7 separate regions of the Mus musculus genome follow, and all the other regions are linked to region 3. Evidence: chromatin contacts called from public HiChIP or PLAC-seq and promoter capture Hi-C data. All regions are on one chromosome and are shown on one strand. Each heading gives the region's core, a stretch centred on a gene start, on an enhancer-like site or on the middle of the called end of the contact. The rest is flanking DNA. Distances are from core to core; before and after follow the strand shown.

Region 1 (2,700 bases), core at 135-2,634, 950 kb after region 3:
CCCACTATTTATGTGTCCATTCAACAGATACTTACTGGTATGCCAAGCCCCATTTGGTATGCTGGTGGTCCAGGTCTATGCAAATTAAAATCCTTCTGTGTGTGTGTGTGTGTGTGTATGTACTGGGGTGTGACATTGAGGGTGGGGAATGATAGGGACAGTGTGGAAGGATCTGGTGCTTCAGAGGGACCTCGTGCGCAGTCTTGACTGCCTTCCAGGCTAAGGCCTCCTTCAGTCTTAGCAGAGTTGTTAGTAGTAGATCATTGACAGCAATGGCAAAATTATGCTGGCCTCTAGACATGCATATTAATCCTGTCCACTGGACAGACCTCTTTCTCCACTGGCTGGAGCCAGTCTTATGCCCATTTGCATGTTTGTCTCAACAGTCCTTTATTTTTACATAGATTTTTCTCTTTGGCTTTTCTTGTGGACATATTAATACAACATCTACTTGATTCCTTCATTTAAGTTCAAGAGTTAAATAAAGGAAAATATTTCATGTTAGGCTGGCATGGTAGCTCACACCTGTAGTTCCAGCTTTTGGGAGGTTGAGGCAAAAGGATTTTACTACAGGTTTTTAGGATCTTAGCTTTTATCATTCAAAGGCCATCTTGGACTAATGAGTATGAGAAACCCTTTCTCAAAAGCAAAAACAAAAACCATAACAACAAAGCTGTACTGGTAGTACATTCTTGTAATCAAGTTTGTACCACAGTGGCAGGATGACCAAGAATTCTGGGTCCTCCTCAGCTATGCAGTGATCAAAGCCAGCTGGTTACATGAGACCTTAACTCAAAACAGTTAGAAAAAGGTATGTTTATATATAATTAATGTGTTCACTTTTTAGGGTATGAGAATCACGACCTGTTTTTTATTTCTTTTTTTTGGGGGGGGATGGGTGTTCGAGACAGGGTTTCTCTGTGTAGCCTTGACTGTCCTGGAACTCATTTTGTAGACCAGGCTGGCCTCAAACTCAGAGATCCGCCTGCCTCTGACCTGTTTTTTTGAGAAAAGTATCTTTTCATAAAAATAACTGTTTTATGAATTATGATGCAATGTGTCATCAAAAAAAAGTGTGTCAGAAACCCGAATGGAAGATACATACTCGGAGAAGACCCTAATAAAAATGCTGAAAGAATGATTCTTTATCTGAAATTCAGATTTAGCCAGGCGTCCAGTATCTTTTCTGGGAACCCTGCTTCTGAAGAAGAGGGGACAATCAATACCTAACTAGCTTGGCTTTTGACCTTTCAAGTGGTCTTGCACAAAAAAAAAAAAAAAAAAAAAAAAAAAAGACCTCGTGAGTTGGAGGTGGCCGGGAGGAGGTGCGTGGGGGCGGGACAGGGCCCAGAAATGGGCGTGTCCAATAGGGCCCGCCCCGTCACGTGCCTCTCAGTGTCTGCCGCGTCGGCAGCTGGAGCGAAGGCTAGGCGGCGGCGGTGGCTGCAGCTTTTGGGCAGGAGTGACTGCGGCCGCAGCGCTGGGCTGGGCAGATGGCAGCGACGGCAGTGGCAGCGGGGACCGGATCCCCGGCAGGGACCGAGTCGGCGGAGGGCGGCCCTGGGGCAGCGGCGGCGCTGGAGCTGTGGCTCAGTGAGTAGCATCGCGCCACACGTGATCCTGCTTCCCGCCGCCCTGGTTGTCCTCCGCGGCGGGAGGGGGCCTCTAGACTCACCCAGGGGATTCTGGGGACCTCAGACCACGCCATGGCTCAGTGGCCGGGCGGCACCACTTAACAGCTGGAGCGCGAATGCTTAGCGATCTCTTGTGCCAAGCACTGTGCAGAAAGCGTTTCAGCCATTGTTAGTCTGGTCGCAGGACCGAGAGTACCTGGGTTTACTAACCCGTGCGGGCGATGCAGCTTTTTTGCAGATCATTGAGTCTAAGAGCTTAAGTGGCTGCTACCTTTAAGAGCAAAACCAGCTTTTATGCCTCGGTGCATATTTACTCTGGCCAGACTTAATTGTTCCTTGTCTTAGCTTAACGGTGATCTCTGGGGGTGCGGTTCTAAAGGTTCTCTCTTTATCTGAGGAATTGAGGTTCAGAGAGAATAAAGAATCCACCCCTTGGGTGGGCTCCACTACGTGCTGGGTGCACTGAGATGGTAACACTGGGACATTGCTCACAAAGACATGTTCATTGGCTACTGGCTACCAGAACAGCACCTTCTCAACAGAAGCTGGAGGAGGGGCGCTTGTTGAACGTAGTTAGGGGCTGTTTTGTTTACCTGGGGCTTGTCATAGCTGGTATACAGTGTGTGGACAATGGAGGAGGCCATATTCCAGACAGGAAACTGCAAAAACTCAGGATGAGAATGTACAACATTCTGGGAGCGAGTAGGCCTGTTGGCCAGGAGTGCAAAGCTTAAAGCTCAGAGAATCCAGAAAAGAGACCTCAGACTAATTTGCTAATGAAGTAAGACGCGTGAGCGCCGCAGAAGGGACTGCATTATTTAAACATTTTTATTACATGTTGTGTATTTGGGGTGGGGCGTGCTGCTCCTGGCTCGTGGAGAACAGAGAACAACTGGGGAAGGGGTCAGGGTGTCGTTTCTCTCCTTAGGCTCTTCTGTGGGTTCCAGGGCTCGAACTCAGGCCACAAGGCTTGGTCACAGGCACCTTTATCTTCTGAGTCATTGCAGGCCTATAGCTTTCTATTTCAACATGTAGGAGAAGCTGTTGGAGACAGCTTCGCTTCTAC
Region 2 (2,700 bases), core at 148-2,647, 640 kb after region 3:
ACCCTTAAACACTGAACTATCTTTCCAGTCCACAGAGATTGTTTTAATAATCACAGCTGGATGTGGTGGTACACATGTGAACTTATAATACTTAGAAGACCATAACAGGAAGACCTCAAATTCAAGGTCACCCCAGGCTATATAGTATGACTGTGTCTCAAAAATCACCATCATAAACACAATGACCCCTGACAAAGCCTGACACCACCTTCAGGTTTGCTCAACATAGGGAAATGGGGTAGAGTCCCTTGGAAGATGCCCAGGAGGGACCCTGTCTCTTGTTTACATATTTTATTATTTCTAAAAATAATATTTATTAACATGCTCAGCAGGAAAGGAACTGGAGAACAGGGAACACATAATTCTATAAAGCATGCTCTGTTATTATTCCTCAACATCTTATTTACAGCTGAGGCAAGGAAAGGGTTATAAACTTAACTAAGACTACATACACCAGTGAGAGGTAGAGCTGGGGTTCACACCAAGGCAGGATTCATCTATACTCCTCATCATTATACTGTATTAAATGTGGTGGGGAAGAGGAAGGAAGGAAGGAAGGAAGGAAGGAAGGAAGGAAGGAAGGAAGGAAGGAAGGAAGGAAGGAAGGGTATATGGCCAGCCATCTTGCTCTTTTGGTAGAAGGGCTCACACTCTTACAGAGATCACATTCACCCCACCAGCCTTTGAGAGTCTCCAGAGCCCCTGGTACAGAAAAGCTGTCACAAGGTTCTGAGCACAAGGCCAGGGCCCTTCATCAGACATGAAGTATGGTCTCCAGTAAGACCCTCCCAGACACCGAATAATCTCAATTTCTCTCTCGCCAAAGAAGGGGTTCCCTTCTTGAGGTGGCAAAAAGTAACTCCATCTTGACAAAAACAATCAAACCCAAGCCAGCTCAGGGCAGCCCAGACAGGTTGTGGTAGAGAAAAATCAGACTATGGCTGGAAGAAGGCAGCCACGTGGTGGTTATGGCAAAAAACCAATGGTGTCTGAGTCAGAGGCAGCTGGCTTTGAGGGTTTCCTCTTCCTTGGCACTAGCTAATGCTTAAAGTGGGAAATGGTCACAAAGCTATTATCTGACTATCAACAGACTCAGCTTCCTGGATGAAGAGAACACAGAAAGGAAGCAAGGGAAGAGACCCTGAGTGATCAATCCCCGTGCAGCCCATACCCCAGCCTGGCCCTAATCTGGCTCACGGGAGCATGCCCACCAACTCCCCATCTCCCAGAAGACAACTACCTCCCAATTCACAGAGACACTGGAAGAGGGTTCACAGAACTGCCTTCAGCCAAGGCCAGGCTACACACTGCTTCATCAAGTACCCCCATGACCTCACACCTAGAAAAACCCACTCTGACACAGGACCTGTCCCAGAAGGCTAGCTCAACCCAGCAAAAGTATTAATTCATTAATAAGGACACACAACCTTCTTTAGCTATGCTTTGCCATGGTCAGGTTGGGACATGGAAACAGGAAGAGAAACAGCCTAAAGGGAAAAAGAAAAGAGAGTAGAGCAAGCCAGATGACTGTAGTCAAGTGTAGGAGCGAGAGATGTGCTCATGAGAAAGCTGGATCTTGGAATGAGAAGTGGAGCTTTAGACGAACACCCTGGGTCCTGTATGATTGCTGAGATTCGAGTCAAGTCTCAACAGAAAGAAATTCTTTCCCCTGGTGTCATATATCTGTATATTTCTCAGCACGAATTTCCATTAACTGCATATCCAATGCAGCTGTCTTCAGGAACTGTGGGCCAGAGGGGCTGCAGAGGGTACAAAGAAGACCATCTCCCAACTGCATAAGAAATCCAAAATGGGTTAAGTTAGTAGTAATGTTGATAATAATCAGTGAATTACATTCCTAAAGAAATAGGAGTCTGTCCTGCAGTGCCTGGGAGGCTGAGGCAAGACAATGGAGAATCTGAGACTAGGAGGCTACAAAGGAAGGGAGAGAACTCTGGAGGGAGGAACAGAAGAAGAGAAAGAAGAGGAAAATAATGAGAAAAGGTGAAGGAAACTTGGCATCGTTTGGTTACTGCCTGGCACACAGTAGGTCTACTGAAAGAATCACTTGTTGTTTTGTTTTTATTTTTATTATTGGCTCCGTGGAGTCACACTTCACGTGTTCTATATCACGTGATCTTCACAGTAAGTCCTGAAAGGTAGACATTCTCTTTGATTGGCTGCTTAAGTCTAGAGAGATTGAATGACTTATCCAAGGTCATCTATCAAGTGGATTTGAAATTCAAATCCAAGCCTGCCCAACCACGAAGGCCCCTGTACCTAATCCTTACTCCATTACAGACAGTCAGTTATTAATATTTGCTGGAGAAATAAATGGCACCATGGACAGAGGGCTTCTAAGATATCCCACAAGAACAAGAGACAGACAAGTGCCCAGGCTCCTCCAGATACAGCGGCTGCCCAGGAATCCTGCAAGGGAAAACCAAGAGAACTCTAGCTTTCTATACAATGAAGTATTAATGTTCACAAAGGGAAATTTTAAAAGAGCAACAGAGAGGAAGTCAAGGCTGATCTGCTTTAGAAACAAAACATGTAAATCTATGAAAATACTAGCTGAATATTCACATGCCCATGTTGTGGGGAATCCACAGGATTTCCCATGAGATTTGTTTATACAGAAATGACCTGAGTATGGGACATGAATGCTGTGTCTTGAGAATGGCCTAATATCTGAGTCAG
Region 3 (2,700 bases), core at 152-2,651:
AAAATGAAGAGCTCAAATTTTATAACCAGTGGCTTACTTACATTCACACATGGTAGCATTCTTTTTAGAAAAACACACACACATATATTTTGGTGGTGTCGGATGAAGAGCCCAGGGCCTTGCACTTTGAAACTTTTCTGAACTGCTTAACAGTTAAGTGTGGTCTAACACCTGCATTCCCCACACTTGGGAAGCTCAAAAGGGGTTGTTGGGGTTGGAGGCCAGTCTGGGCTACAGAATATAACTTTTGAGTAAATATCACTAATTCTGGAATTACACCTCAGAGTGTTCACCTCAGAACATTTTTTTAAATACAAAACCAATTCCAGCACTAACTAAATCCTCAAAAATACCTTTTCTACAAGCAACCCCGTATAAATAAATAAAAGGCCAGTGGACAATTGCTATCAGCTTCAAAACGCTGCTAGATTAGCCAACAAGTTATATCTACTGCTGCTTTAACCAATAGGAAACCTTACACAGGCTTTCCTCTCCTGATGGAAAAACAAGTTAGGGAAAGGCCACAAGGCAAACACCCAACAGACTCAGGTAGCAACCCTTTTCTCTTTTCAACCCAATCCCACTGTTTAAAAAACTTTAATTAAGGAGGAGGTGGGGCCCCATTTTGAAAACCAGCCTGCTAGGTAAGACAGATCCCAGCATTCAGAAGGCCAGTTAAACTCCAAGGTCGGGTGCTGCAATCCTTGGCTATCAATGAAACTCTGTGTATGACAACGGGTAAGAATGGAGTTCAAGCCTGAAACAAGAAACTTAAAATACCAACCTTGACGCCCCCCCCTCCCCCCAATAAATATCTGCGGCCCGTGTGCCTCTTACCTTCTTTCGTCTGTGCGTTGGTGATCTGCAGATCGCTATCGGCAGCTTTCAGCTTTTCTCTCCCCATAATCTGCTTCTTTAAATCGCAGAGGGAGATATGGAGCCCATCAAAAGTGACGGTGTCGTAGTTGAGTTTAGAGGAAAATTTATAGTGCACACAGGACATTGTGGCAAAAGATTCCTAAGGTTCAGCGAGGAGACGTGGACACTCTCAATATATGTATATTTATAAACTTAAGAGCAAAATATGTACACACACAAAACACTCAAAAGACAACGAAGGACCCTAAGGCCTCAGATTAAATACCCCCCCAACCACAAGCGGGGGTCCGTGAGAACAATAATCCGGAACCCCCCGTACTCAGAATCGCTTCATGAGGGAGGAGCAAGACAGGAAAGGGGGCAATCGAGGATCCGCCAACCGGCACAATGTCACCCGGCTGGGTCCCACTCGCTCATGCTAAGGGCCGGCAGGAGACGGGGGCAGGCGGTGCAGTCAGTAGCGGTCAGTCCACACGTTAGAGTCCGAATGACCCCGCGGGGTCAGGGGTCCATAGCGGCCGCACCTCCCGGCTAGTCTCTCTCCGTGGATGGGGGTGACCCAGGCCCCGGGAGAAGGTTGCGGGGAGAGGGCCTAGGCCCGGAGTCCACGAGCGGCCTCTCGCCTCCTCCCGGCTTCCGGACGACCGGCGTCGGCGTCCCCAGGCCCAGGCCCCCACCGCACACACACCCTGGCGCCTGCTCCCCGGAGGCCACGAGCGGCCCGCGGCCTAGGCCGAGATCGCGCGGTCGGCGGAGGAGAGGCCTTCCAGCGGCCGCCCGGTTCGGCTCCGCCTCCCCCCCGCCGCCGCCTGACACAAAGCCGGTGCGGGGCCCAGCTAGGCCGCGAGGCCCTTCCTCACCACCCCGGGCCCCGGAAGGCGGCTTCGTTGGCCCCGGGGACACCACCGAGGCTGCCCGACTCTTCCTCTTGCTGCTCCTCGCGCTGCTCCCGCTCCTGTCGCCTCTGAGCCCACGACCGCGTCGGGAAGCCCGGAAACGGTCGGGCGGCGGCGAGGGCGTCGCTGGATTCCCTCTTTATTATTATTATTTTTTTTTTGTTCTGCCCCCCCAACCCCGGGCGCTCTCCGGCCCGCACCCTGCGCCGACGACACCTCCGCGCCAGGCACTATGGCGGACGCGGCCTGGCTTCGGGCGAGCGCCCCCACTCCGGGGTCTCTTAAGCAGGGACTGCACGGGCGGCGCACGCGAGGCGGGGCTTGGGCGTGCGCCGATAGGCGGGCCGGGGGCGGGGCCGTCTGCGTCACAAAGCGCACCGGCCCGCCCACGTGACCCGGCGCTTTGTGACTTGCGGCGTGGAACCTGAGGCTACGCGGAGAACAGGAGAAACTACGTGGGTCCGCAGAGAGGGGGAGGCGGACCGTCCCACCGGGCGGGTCTGGAAGGGGCGCTTAAGCGGCGGAGGCCCCAAAGTGCGGAGGGGGTGAACCGCGAATTCCACCCACGCACGAGTCTCATCACTGTGATGGCTGCTCACCAACTCCTCTCCTAACAGACTGTATACCCTGAGCTCTTCCAAAGCTGCTGGTGAGAATGGACCATCATCACCACCAGCAGCATCTTAAGAGCTGTGTCCGACTCTTACCTTGTACTAGGCACCGCGTTGACCGCTGATGTTTGCAAATTCTGGAGCCCAGTCTCCTAGGTCGGAAGTAACTCCGTTCTCCCAAAGACGCTGTCAGAGAATAAAGAATTAAATCCATGAGTATATTTCAATATTTAAGACCATGCCTGGCATATCTGTGCCTCAATACAGGGGGCCTAATAAATGTCAAATAAACAACAGCAAAAAAATATCTCCAA
Region 4 (2,700 bases), core at 188-2,687, 990 kb after region 3:
GTTTCATAAAGACAATCTACCTAACTGTACTATGCATTTTACCCCTGTTCCCTTCTGCATATCTTCCCTCTTTCCCACCTCCACCTTCCATTCTTTTTCCTCCCGTGTCTTTCCTCTGCTCTCATGTTAGATATTCTTTTAGGTGTTTATACAATCTGGATCCAGAACTGAGAGAAAACGTGAACTTCGTCTTCTGGCTTCTTTTGCTTATTACCTTTAGCTGTATCCATTCCCCACAACACCATGTCCTCCTTTTGGGTACTGTACATATTTTTAAGTGCACATATACTCTTCTCCATGACAGACAAATATTAAGGCCATAGCAAGTCTCTGTACATTTAGAACAGAGTCATAATATGTGTTCCTGATACACGGAATTAAATTAGAAACCAACGCTAGAACATGCAGTGGTGGCTTAAGCCAGAAATCCCAGCATGTGGGAGGTTCGATCTTTGAGGCATGGGTTTGAGTTCTAGGATAGAAGAACGGAACCCGTCTTTAAAAACAACAAACAAACAACAACATCCTCACAACAACAACAACATCCTCTACTTTGCTATACTAGACAAGAGCAAAAAAAAAAAAAAAAATCGGAGAAAGAAAGGAAGAAGGAAGAAAGGTAGAAAGAAAGAAAAAACCTAACTAGTAAAGAAAATGATGGAAAATGAGTGGAAGAATTGGAGGAAAAGTAATTTTTGAAGATTATTGAAGATTACTGAAATTAGACCAGAGTTAGGGGAGACCATTATCAAATCTATAGAAATCTATGAGGAGAGATGGTCCAGCGGTTAATAGTACTGGCAGCTCTTCCAGAGGACCTGCGTTCCACTCCCAGCATTGATAACCACATGTAACATCCCACTTCCAGGAGATCTTTCATTCTCATCTGGCCTCTGCCCGCACCAGACAGGCAAGTGGGTCACACACATACAGAGGCAAAACACTCCATATAAAATAAAATAAAATTAAAAAAAAAACCAAACTGCTGCCGGGCGTGGTGGCGCACACCTTTAATCCCAGCACTCGGGAGGCAGAGGCAGGCGAATTTCTGAGTTCGAGGCCAGCCTAGTCTACAACGTGAGTTCCAGGACAGCCAGGGCTACACAGAGAAACCCTGTCTCAAAGCAAAACCAAACCAAACCAAAAAACCAAAAAACCAAAAAACCCAAACTGCTGTATGCATTTAGTGAGGACGGAAAACTAGCAACATTACTCCTACATACAGAGTTTATATTTCTCAGCTGCTCCCTTCTCAGACGTCAATCTTCTAGTCTTGAGGAAACACGCGTTTACTTAGTTTACTGCTCGACAAATAAGAGCAGAAAACGAACTGTCGTACCTGTCCGGACTGCGCGAAGCTCGCTGCTCTAACAGGAACAGTTGCTATGGTAATAGGCACCGACTTCCGGAAGAAGTACGGCGCGCGACGAGGGACATTCGGCCTCGGCGCGAGTGCGCTGACGGGGCGGCAAGTAAAGCTTGGTGGGTTTCGACGGGTGTCCCGAAGGCGGTGTCGCTCGGCGCCAACCCGGAGACCGCGCGCCATGGACTTCTCCAAGTTCCTGGCTGACGACTTCGACGTGAAGGACTGGATTAATGCGGCCTTCAGAGCCGGCCCCAAAGACGGGGCGGCGGGGAAGGCGGACGGTCACGCAGCCACCCTGGTAATGAAGCTGCAGCTGTTCATCCAGGAGGTGAACCACGCCGTGGAGGGTGAGCCACGCAGACGCCCACCCGCCCGCCCCGGCACCCGACTGCAGGACCGGGCCCAGGGGCCAAGCCTCTCCTTTGGTGGGAAAGCGAGCCCTGCAGTAGTCTGAGTTAGGTCTAGGCTTTGGTGTTCACGTCCGACGATGCCATAACATTTCCTTTAAAAACTAAAAACTAAAAACAAAAAAAAAACCCCAATAATAATAATAATAACAATCTGGGAGTGGTGGCGACCGCCGTTAATTTCCGCACTGGGGAGGTGGTGCTGGACGGTCAGGAATTCAAAGCCAGCTTCAGTTGCAAAGTGAGTTCGAGGCCGGCCTAGGCTATAGGATCGCTCTCGCCGGCTCTCGCACGCTCTTTTACTCTTCCTTCTCCTTCCCCCTTCTTATTTACAGTCTCACTCTGTCGCCTAGGTTCGCCTCAAACTCGCCTTCTGCCCCAGCTTCCCTAATTCTGGCATTACAGATATGTGCCCCCCCCCCCCAAAAAAAGCTCTTTGGGTTTGGAGTAATTGCTCAGTGGTTACTACTCTTGTAGAGAACCTAAACTTAATTCTCAGCACCCACATCAGTTGGCACACAACTACCTGTAACTCCAGTTCCATGGGATTCAGTGGCCTCCTTGGGCATAAACACTCACATGCACATACTGACACACAGACAAACATGGGTGAATGTAATTAAAAAATAAATCTTGAAAGAAGGCCTTTTGGAGGTGGTGGGGTAGATAGACTCTCATGTAACCCATACTGGCCTTGAATTTGCTCTATGATGGAGGGTGACCTTGAACTCTTGATCTTCATGCCTTTGATTCTGAAATTCTGGGATTATAGACATGTTCTGTCATGCCTGGCATAAAGAGTCACTTTTGAGAGCATTTAATAGTTAACTGGTCCTAGTATTTAGCAGTATATGAGAATGACACAAATCCATTAATATATCTTTGTAAGCTAAGGAAGATGGGCCATCCTGAATGAAGACTTTAACT
Region 5 (2,700 bases), core at 140-2,639, 750 kb after region 3:
CCCTGGCAAAGCCTGCGAAATACAGTCTCTGACTTCTAGAGGGACAGGGATGGAGAAGGTCAATGGTCACCCAAGCTGCCACCATCTGAAGCCTCACCTCCCACCCACGTCCATTTCCCCTCCGGTCAGCCAGTAGAGACTTCACCCGTTGGGGAAGAAGCTGTCTATAATGCGGTCACCCAGTGGATTCACAGCCAGTGCTCCGATCTGCTGGAGGTCTAGGCGGCTGTGAAGACAAAGCAAGGAAGGCAAAAAAGGAGGCAGATGGAGGTGTCAGTGAGGGGATGGGGCCAGAAAAAACAGAGGCAAAAGATCTTAAGATCTGTTCTGCTCACCTTAGGAAGCCCTTTTCATCCCTGTCCAGGGCTTGGAACCGGTGGTAGAGGCGGAGCAGGCTGGCTTGCGAGACTGCGGAGAGGAGGTGGGGATGAGTCCGCAGAGGACTCACAGGTCTTTATTGCCAGGCCCCTTGTGACTTGGGGTGCGCTGTAGAAACCCCGGCCAGGGGGCGTGGGCGAGGAACAAGAGGGCTTATTCTCATCTTTAACGCCCCCCCCCCCCAACATAAAAGGGTCTTCTATCTCTCCACCCTCAGCGCAGCTTCAACCACAAGGAAGAAGCTCACGGGCGAGGATAAAGGGAGAGAGTTACCCTTTGCAAGACCAGGTGTGTGGAGTCGACTCTGCTGGAGAAAGCTTGGCTCCAGAAAACACTAGGTTGGAGAACCCAGGAAGTTCCCAGAGCCCAGGATATAGCTCCCCCTGCATCTGTCCTCAGCTCAGCCTTCAGCCTCCAGCCGAGCTCAAAGACACCTGAGTGAATCTGGTCCATCAACCCGGACTGCCTCAAACTTGGCTCTCAGGTACCTTGCGAACCCGGACACTGGGTCTCGGTTTCCCAGCTCCAGAGGCGCAAATTCCCAGACTCAGATTCCAAACCCTCTAAGTCTCTGCGATCTGGAATACTCAAGCTACATTCTAGTGACACACACACACACACACACACACACACACACAAAACACTACACTACACTAAACCTCCTCCTGTGCCCGCCCACGAACTACTGGGCTGCGCTGACCACCACCACTACCAGCACCCATACTCACAGCCTGTCTCTCTGCGAATGTGCTCCACGTCTGGAATGAGCGCGATATGAGAGCTTCGTGAGCCCATGGCAGAGCCACAGGAGGAGACGAGCAGCCAGGGGAACCAGGAGTCCTCTGCTTCCTCTCTCCTCCCGTCCAAAAGGCGCGGCTGCCCAGTGGCCCCAGAGCCGAAGGTCACGGTCCTGGAGAGCAGCCAGAATCTAGGCGTTTTTCGCCTGCCACCTACAACTCTGGGAGAACAGAAAACAATGCCCGGAGTAGCAGGTCAGAGGGGAAGGCTGAAAACAACTGGTCGTTTCAGCCTGGAGATTGAGGTCGCCAGAGGCTGGGCAGCGATGCCAGGGCCCCGCCTTCCTCACGCCTGTGTGAGCCAGTTTTCTCCCAACACTCCCTAGACACAAACCCACCTCCTCCACAGGACCTCCCAGATCCGCTCAGCCAGTGCTGCTCACTCAGTTTAAATCCTACTGGGCAGGATGAAGATTTTCTTCTGGGGAGCAGAAGAGGGGGCAGGGGGCAGGGAGCAGGGACGGCTCCCTGGGCAGGAGGGATGGGGATGGGGAAGTCCGGGCTCCACTAAGTGGTACAGCATAGACGGGAATCCCAATTACGCTCTCCTTATTCTACATAAGGCCACGATGTTTTGTCTATGTGGGATTATCCTGTGGCTGAACTAATTCTTAAGATTCACGAAGCCTCCGGACACCAGCACTGAGGAGGTTGACGCAGGAAATTAGCCATGAGTGGGTGGCTACTCTGAGCTACATGTGTCCTAAGCCAACCTAGGCTTCCTTGTTTCTCAAAACAAACAAATGTGTTAAGATTTATCCAAAATCCAGACTCATGGATTCTCTGAGAAATCAGAAATTCTGGGGCTAACTTTGCGACTGAGTGGGATGGCATCACCTGCCATACAAGCCCAAGGCCCTGGGTTTGACACATTGCAGTGGGCTGGGGAAATTCCTAGACATTTTGATATCTCGAACAAGAGGCTATTTTCCACAGGGTTTGACACATTGCAGTGGGCTGGGGAAATTCCTAGACATTTTGATATCTTGAACGAGAGGCTATTTGCCACAGTGCCCAAACAACCCATGTTCACTCTCCCAATGTGACAACAGGTGTGTAACCTCTTAGGCTTCTCACCAGTTCCCAACACCAACAAGCTGAAGTCTGTGACCTGGCTTAAAATCCTAAACAGTCACCTCACAGTTGGCACATTCACACAGCATTCTATCAGAACATAAGCATCTGAAGAGGATGTGCTGAGACAGAAATGGAGAAGCACGGGCAGGTCATGAAGAACCGATGTCTATCTAGATCATATAGTCCATGTAACACCCAGAACCAGTATGCTAGAACTCAACTCGGAGAATTTGCAATTTTAGGGGCCCTATAAGAGCAAACTGAACACAACCTGAACTGTGGACAGGAATTTAGTGACATTCAATAAAGTATTTTTAGAAGAATCGAGGCCGAATTCCAGATTGATTCTCCTCGATGTTTGTTTTGAACAACAACATCCGTGGTAGGGTACCCTCAGGCGTAGGATGGGGCACTGTGCTGATACCTAGACAGCCCCCTGCTAACATTG
Region 6 (2,700 bases), core at 170-2,669, 670 kb after region 3:
AGTAGTAGTAATAAGAATAATACAAATATGAATACTAATTTTTAAAAGATGGCAGTCTCTAACCTTGGGAAAAGCTGAGCTCATCTTTGAACCTAGAAGTCATTTTGTCCCAGTTCCTTACCTACCCATCAAAATCTCCTCTCCAAGTCAGCCTGAAGCCAGGATCTTCACCACTTTCTTTCCTCCAGTGTCTTGTCCCCCTTGCTCCTCTTCCCGCCTTGCCCACATTTCTCTTCCTCCTCTTCTTCTTCCTCCTCATCCTCATCCTCCTCCTTCTCCCTCTCTCTCTCTCTCTCTCTCTCTCTCTCTCTCTCTCTCTCTCCCCCTTCCCTCTTCCTCCCTCCCTTCCTCCTCTTCCTCAAACCACAAACACCAACTTAGGCCCTGTGTCAGCCTCCCTGAAACCCTGAGAAATGAGCTGCGCCCTCTCCTTTGCCCCTGCCCTCCCAGCTACCTGTAGACCCTGGCTTATGAGTCTGCCCACCATTGTGCTTGAGGGCAGAAGCACGCATTGTGTCTTACTTCCCCTATACTACACCAGGTGGGTGAACATGCCAGATAGACCACCCTGTGCCACCAGCCCCTGTTATTATGGGTGGGAATGGGGAAAGAGCTCAGACTTCCCACATCAGATCCCACACCCTGCTGTGCCTCCTACCACACCTTGGCCAAAGACTGCTGCCAGCGAACCTGTGTGTCTAGGAACATGGCTGGCTTGGTTGGTCACTCTGTTCACATATAGAGATGCCCCAATTTATGGAGGTTCAAGTTATGGAGGGCGTTGCTCTACTTTATGTTGGTACGAAAGCAATAGAGAATTCTCTAAAGCCCCATTTTGAATTCTGAACTGTGATCCTTGTCCATAATATGTAGCTTCATACGACGCTGCGGTAACACTCAACACAGTGTGCTGGTTGCTAAGCTGTGCTGTTCCATTGGTTAATGGCATTGACTTTCAACTTCAAAGTATTTACAATTCACAGTGGGGTTGTTGAGATGTAACCTATTCATAAGTCAAATAAACATCTGTCCTTCCAAGCTCTGAGGTCTGGGCAGGCCACTTAACACCTCTCGACCCCAGCTGCCTTGCAGAATTTCTAATGGACTCACCTCCTAATGTGCTACGGGCCTCCAGCGAGATGTATGAAGCACCCAGTTCAGCTCAGCTCTGTGGGGGAAGTACTAGGTCCTACTAAAGCACCTACTGTGTGCAATCCCTTTCCTTCCAAATGACTCAGAAACTTACATAGTACTTAAGATACCCTCCTGGCAGAAAACTTAAGCCTGAAGAACTCAGCTGACTGTAGCCATAGGAATATTGAGAAACTTGAAAACAGCCTTCTAAGCTCCTTACATACACTAAGACTGAAATCTACTGAGGCTCAAGCTTCCTCAGCAGCGGGAGACTGAATAGGAAGCATTGTTCCCTCCAGATGCCTTCCACTTCCTCTCAAGTGTTGCCTGTTTCCCTCACGATGGCTGCTGCTGTCTGCCCGTGCCATCCTTTCCCATCCTGGGCCATCTTGTGCCTTCACTTTGGTGTCTGGAAACTCAAACTCTGATTCAAAGAGCCTTGGATTCAGTCTGAGCTCTGCAGTTCTTTAAGAAATGCTTATCTTCTCTGAGCCAGTTCTCTCACATGTGAATGGGGAAGGTGAACACTCAAAGGGATAAAATTTGTGAAATGATCAGCTCATTGAAAGGATTCAAACATTAGGAGCTTCAACACCATTGTCATCATTGTCATCACCACCACCATCAACACCATCATCACCATCATCATCACCATCAACACCATCATCACCATCAATACTGTCAACACCATCATCATCACCCTCAACACCATCATCATCACCATCAACACCATCAACACCATCATTACCATCAATACTGTCAACACCATCATCATCATCACCATCAACAGTCATCAACACCACCGTCACCATCATTAAGACCATCATCAGCATCATGACCATAGTCACTATCACCATCACTCATTGTCACCGCAGTTCCAGAGCACTACCTTCCCTTTAAACAATCCTGAAACTCGGTCTGTGTTTGGATTGTAACTGTGTATATGCTTGGAAAATCTCTCAAGTCTTTATGGTTCCATTTTTCCCAGCATGTTCCAAGAACAGTAGCAGCGGCTGCTGCATGGGGCTGATGCACTGATTAAATAAGTTAATATATGTAAAGTACTTAGAACAGTGCCAGGCACATAGTGAGCACTCAGTAAATGTCAGCCTGAGTCAGCTGCAGTAAGAATCTTACTTGAGGATGTCCAGGAAATGGAAAATTCCTTTGACTCATCTGTCCAACAAATTAGGCCCTTCTAGGGACTGCAGAATCAATCTCTCTCTCTCTCTCTCTCTCTCTCTCTCTCTCTCTCTCTCTCTCTCTCTCCCTCTCCCTCTCTCTCTCCCCCTCTCTCTCTCCCTCTCTCCCTCTCTCTTCCTCCATCCCTCCCTCCCTCTCTCCCCCCTCTCCATTTTCTCTTTCTCCTCCCTCCCTCTCCCTATCCTCTCTCTCTCTTTCTCTCTTCCTCTCTCTACCCCTCCCTCTGTCCCTCCCTTCTTCTCTCCTCTCCCCCCTCCATTCTCTCTTTCTGCTCTCTCCCTCCCTCCACTCTTTTTCATCACCACCTCCCTAACCCCGATTTCATTTTTTTTCTTGGACTTGACTTTTTGTCCCATCTGCAGC
Region 7 (2,700 bases), core at 16-2,515, 880 kb after region 3:
AACCATCTTACCAGCCCGAAGAAAGACACATTTCTTTTTGTTTGTTTTGCTTTGTTTTTCAAGACAGGGTTTCTTTCTCTGTGTAGCCCTGGCTGTCCTCGAACTCTGTGTAGACCAGGCTGGCCTGGAACTCAGAAATCTGCCTGCCTCTGCCTCCCAAGTGCTGGGATTAAAGGCATGCGCCACCACTGCCCAGCTACCACCCTCCTTTTAAATTAGTTTGAGATTACAATATACTCCTTTTCCCTTCCTTCAAACCTTCCCATATACCTCTCCCCACTCCTTCAAAATCATGGCCACTTCTTGGTTGTTATATGTGTATCTCTATATACACATACATTCCTAAGTATAACTTGTTCAGTCCATACAGTATGACTTGTATGTACTCTTTTAGGGCTGGCAGTCTGGCACTGAACAGTCAGTCACTTGGAATGCTCTTTTCTGGAGAAGACACCTGCTGCTCCCAGCTTTCCTCAAGTGCCTACAGTTCTGCATGTAGGGTTAAGGCCTCAGGAGTTTTTTCTCTTCACTTTGCCCTGTCCTTTGGTGTCATCTTTGTTCAGCTCATATTTGGGCTGCCATCTTAGTGAGACTGGGTAAACATTTAGGAAAAGATCATGTAAAGCAGCCATCACAGAGCACTAAGGAGTCTGTCTTTACAGATGTCTTTATTCCATGAAGAGCTGGAGTATTTACTACACACTGACAACCAAGAGTGAAAAACACAGGATGGATGTGGCTGCTGACTGGAACTTACTCCAGGTTATTTTGGGAATATTCCCCAAAGTTGTAAATGGCTACTTTAAATCCCAGGGTAGCTGAAGAATTGGCGCAAAAATGCATGTGGATCGTTTCTGCTGAAGATCACTAAGTAGTGCCTGCCATCAGGCCTTGACCTTGTCTCTCCTCTCCCACACATCTGGCCTAGTCACATCACTCTGGATGCGTCTCCAGCTCACTGGCTTACACATTTAGGGTCTTTTTTGCTGAAATGCTAAACACCTCTCTGCTCTAAGAATTCACAGGGATGGTTTCAATAAGGATTTTGAGCTCTGATAGGCAGCAAACTGACCACATAGAGCAGTCCACACTACAAATCAGAGAACAGAATACATAGAGTTGATGTGTAAGTTCTGTGTGCATGTTCACGTGTCAAAGACAGGGGTTGATGCTAAGTGCCTGCTTGCATTGTTCTCCACTTTACATACTGAGGCAGAGTTCACTGCTTGCTGTTTCAGCTAATCTAGCTGGCAAGCTTGTTTGGGTAATTTCCTCTTTTTTTGTGCCCTGGGTGACTCTCATGAGCCCTTGTGGCTGGAGATAGAGCTCTGTGATTGAACATTTGCTCAGAATGCATGAGGCCCTAGGTTCTATGCCCAGCACTGAAAAGACCTGGAAATAGCTCTGTCTCCAGCCCTTGTCTCCCAGTCCCTCTAACTCAGCTTCTTCATAGTCTCCTCACTATATATATATCCTTCACACAGTCCTAACCGCGCCCCGCAGGAGGGCCAGGGGAACCTTTCGAGTTTCTGTGACAGTACCTACAGTAATGCGAGCTAAAGCTGTTCTGAACGTCACCCACCAGGTGTTCTTGCTACAGTCCTGTAAGCAAGATGACAGTGAGAGAGTACAGAAGTGAAACCCACACTGCTGTTCCGGGAAAGGCAGCATGACTGTTGGAAATCAAAGACCAGAGAGACGGTACCTCGTAACCATGGAGCTGGAAAGCTCTAGGAAGTAGACATTTGGGGTGACTAAGCTGCCCGTATGTGAAAGACAAAGTGAAATTTCTTAGGTACAGCAGTTAGAATAACTAAGCTGCCTAGATATAGTTAGGAGTGAAGTACGTCAACAGTTGACTTTGAAATCACCCTGGGGGAAAAAAACCAAACCAAAACCACTAACTGATGACTAGTTAGGGTGAGTCTCTGAATTCACAGTACCATTCTTTCAACTGTCAAATCTGTCAAAAGGTGAGAGGAAGCTTCAATACACATTTGAAAAGGACGATACTAAGGACTTGTAATTGGATGTCTGCCAGAGCGCCAAAGTGTGCATCACTATATATAATCTCAAGCACCTTGAGTCCCAAGATCATCAAACTCTGAGTGGGGTTGGTTGAACAGAAACAAATATGCAGAATAAGAAAAGCTGCTATTTTAAGCAAAAATAAAATGCATGCCTATAACCCCAGTGTTAGGAGATTGAGGTGAAAGGATTGGAAGTTCAAGATTACCCTTGGCTACGCATTTAGTTCAAGGCTAGCCTGGAGGCTACAGTGCAGCTTGTCTCAAAACAATGAAGTAGAAATAAGTAGCATGCTCCTACTTTTATAAAACATGCCAAAATGAGGAAGGAAAAAAAAGAAAGGTACCAAAGTGTGAATTAGTAATGGTCACTACCAAGACACATCAGAGATAGATGGTTAACATGTACGTTTTAAAATATGTTGTTAGTAATTCAGGAATGGAAGTATTGTAAAGGATATGAAAACTGACATACTCCAGCCAAGGCTGGGGAACAGGTGCCTGGAAGGCTTTTGTAAACTCTATAGAAGCCACATAGGAAAGGCAGGACACAGTTGGAGCAGGAGTGACTGCAAATGCAAGTGGCTGTCCTATGTGGCACACACCTCAACTACCTGACAAGTTCAAAGTGAACTAGGGCCATGAGACCCTGTCTCAGAAATAAAATATAGAA

What was found. HiChIP or PLAC-seq counts read pairs in DNA pulled down with a chosen protein or histone mark. Capture Hi-C pulls out chosen DNA fragments and counts their contacts.
Region 1: a contact with region 3 is called in a promoter capture Hi-C map of adipose tissue, with 3 times the contacts expected there. The contact joins the promoter of Gga2 here to the promoter of Rbbp6 in region 3. A contact is called at or near these places in 18 of 39 promoter capture datasets (the 3T3-L1 cell line, 3T3-L1-derived adipocytes, the C10 cell line and 11 more), 2 of 484 Hi-C or Micro-C datasets (B cells and CD4 T cells), 12 of 115 datasets of contacts at active chromatin or transcription factors (the 230-238 cell line, the SCID.adh cell line, astrocytes and 9 more) and 3 of 9 other capture datasets (adipose tissue, liver and macrophages).
Region 2: a contact with region 3 is called in an H3K27ac HiChIP or PLAC-seq map of microglia, with 6 times the contacts expected there. The contact joins the enhancer-like site here to the promoter of Rbbp6 in region 3. A contact is called at or near these places in 2 of 39 promoter capture datasets (the C10 cell line and hippocampal neurons), 5 of 115 datasets of contacts at active chromatin or transcription factors (the 230-238 cell line, embryonic stem cells, forebrain and 2 more) and 2 of 9 other capture datasets (adipose tissue and macrophages).
Region 4: a promoter capture Hi-C map of adipose tissue shows a contact between it and region 3, with 4 times the contacts expected there. The contact joins the promoter of Cog7 here to the promoter of Rbbp6 in region 3. A contact is called at or near these places in 7 of 39 promoter capture datasets (the HPC-7 cell line, cranial neural crest, embryonic stem cells and 3 more), 1 of 484 Hi-C or Micro-C datasets (extraembryonic endoderm stem cells), 3 of 115 datasets of contacts at active chromatin or transcription factors (embryonic stem cells, large pre-B cells and pro-B cells) and 2 of 9 other capture datasets (adipose tissue and liver).
Region 5: an H3K4me3 HiChIP or PLAC-seq map of the 230-238 cell line shows a contact between it and region 3, with 10 times the contacts expected there. The contact joins the promoter of Chp2 here to the promoter of Rbbp6 in region 3. A contact is called at or near these places in 5 of 39 promoter capture datasets (cranial neural crest, hippocampal neurons, liver and 1 more), 1 of 484 Hi-C or Micro-C datasets (bone marrow-derived macrophages), 13 of 115 datasets of contacts at active chromatin or transcription factors (the 230-238 cell line, the SCID.adh cell line, acute myeloid leukemia and 9 more) and 4 of 9 other capture datasets (embryonic stem cells, liver, macrophages and 1 more).
Region 6: an H3K4me3 HiChIP or PLAC-seq map of bone marrow-derived macrophages shows a contact between it and region 3, with 4 times the contacts expected there. The contact joins the enhancer-like site here to the promoter of Rbbp6 in region 3. A contact is called at or near these places in 5 of 39 promoter capture datasets (the 3T3-L1 cell line, the C10 cell line, cranial neural crest and 2 more), 8 of 115 datasets of contacts at active chromatin or transcription factors (acute myeloid leukemia, bone marrow-derived macrophages, effector CD8 T cells and 4 more) and 3 of 9 other capture datasets (adipose tissue, liver and macrophages).
Region 7: a contact with region 3 is called in an H3K4me3 HiChIP or PLAC-seq map of bone marrow-derived macrophages, with 5 times the contacts expected there. The contact joins the enhancer-like site here to the promoter of Rbbp6 in region 3. A contact is called at or near these places in 13 of 39 promoter capture datasets (the 3T3-L1 cell line, the C10 cell line, cranial neural crest and 8 more), 12 of 484 Hi-C or Micro-C datasets (B cells, LSK cells, Th1 cells and 4 more), 20 of 115 datasets of contacts at active chromatin or transcription factors (the SCID.adh cell line, T-cell acute lymphoblastic leukemia, astrocytes and 12 more) and 4 of 9 other capture datasets (adipose tissue, embryonic stem cells, liver and 1 more).

Annotation. Positions count from the first base shown.
Region 1 is chr7:122,019,882-122,022,581 of GRCm38.p6, reverse strand. Gga2 (golgi associated, gamma adaptin ear containing, ARF binding protein 2) reads left to right here and starts at 1,384. Exons shown (of 17, transcript NM_028758.2): 1 at 1,384-1,593. The coding sequence starts at 1,494.
Region 2 is chr7:122,328,073-122,330,772 of GRCm38.p6, reverse strand. All of the region lies in intron 2 of Prkcb (protein kinase C, beta), which reads right to left. Among named protein-coding and RNA genes, the nearest start is that of Gm51497, 33 kb to the right of the region's middle. Within about 2 kb of position 1,397, at least 29 of the 459 cell types and tissues checked have an H3K27ac peak or open chromatin away from gene starts, as enhancers often do. A contact at or near this core is called in macrophages and microglia, where this site is marked.
Region 3 is chr7:122,969,265-122,971,964 of GRCm38.p6, reverse strand. It overlaps Rbbp6 (retinoblastoma binding protein 6, ubiquitin ligase), which reads right to left and starts at 1,401. Exons shown (of 18, transcript NM_011247.2): 1 at 838-1,401. The coding sequence starts at 1,003. 4930413G21Rik (RIKEN cDNA 4930413G21 gene) reads left to right here and starts at 1,506. Exons shown (of 1, transcript NR_045614.1): 1 at 1,506-2,700.
Region 4 is chr7:121,980,430-121,983,129 of GRCm38.p6, reverse strand. Cog7 (component of oligomeric golgi complex 7) reads left to right here and starts at 1,437. Exons shown (of 17, transcript NM_001033318.3): 1 at 1,437-1,713. The coding sequence starts at 1,545.
Region 5 is chr7:122,218,185-122,220,884 of GRCm38.p6, reverse strand. It overlaps Chp2 (calcineurin-like EF hand protein 2), which reads right to left and starts at 1,389. Exons shown (of 7, transcript NM_027363.1): 1 at 1,107-1,389; 2 at 336-408; 3 at 146-226; 4 at 1-35. The coding sequence starts at 1,173. The region is part of intron 1 of Gm51496 (a long non-coding RNA gene); the gene reads left to right.
Region 6 is chr7:122,304,265-122,306,964 of GRCm38.p6, reverse strand. The region is part of intron 2 of Prkcb (protein kinase C, beta); the gene reads right to left. Among named protein-coding and RNA genes, the nearest start is that of Gm51497, 9.3 kb to the right of the region's middle. Within about 2 kb of position 1,419, at least 8 of the 459 cell types and tissues checked have an H3K27ac peak or open chromatin away from gene starts, as enhancers often do. A contact at or near this core is called in bone marrow-derived macrophages, where this site is marked.
Region 7 is chr7:122,086,301-122,089,000 of GRCm38.p6, reverse strand. It overlaps a transcript of Ndufab1 not described here. Among named protein-coding and RNA genes, the nearest start is that of Ndufab1, 14 kb to the left of the region's middle. Within about 2 kb of position 1,265, at least 41 of the 459 cell types and tissues checked have an H3K27ac peak or open chromatin away from gene starts, as enhancers often do. A contact at or near this core is called in B cells, Th1 cells, adipose tissue and 1 more, where this site is marked.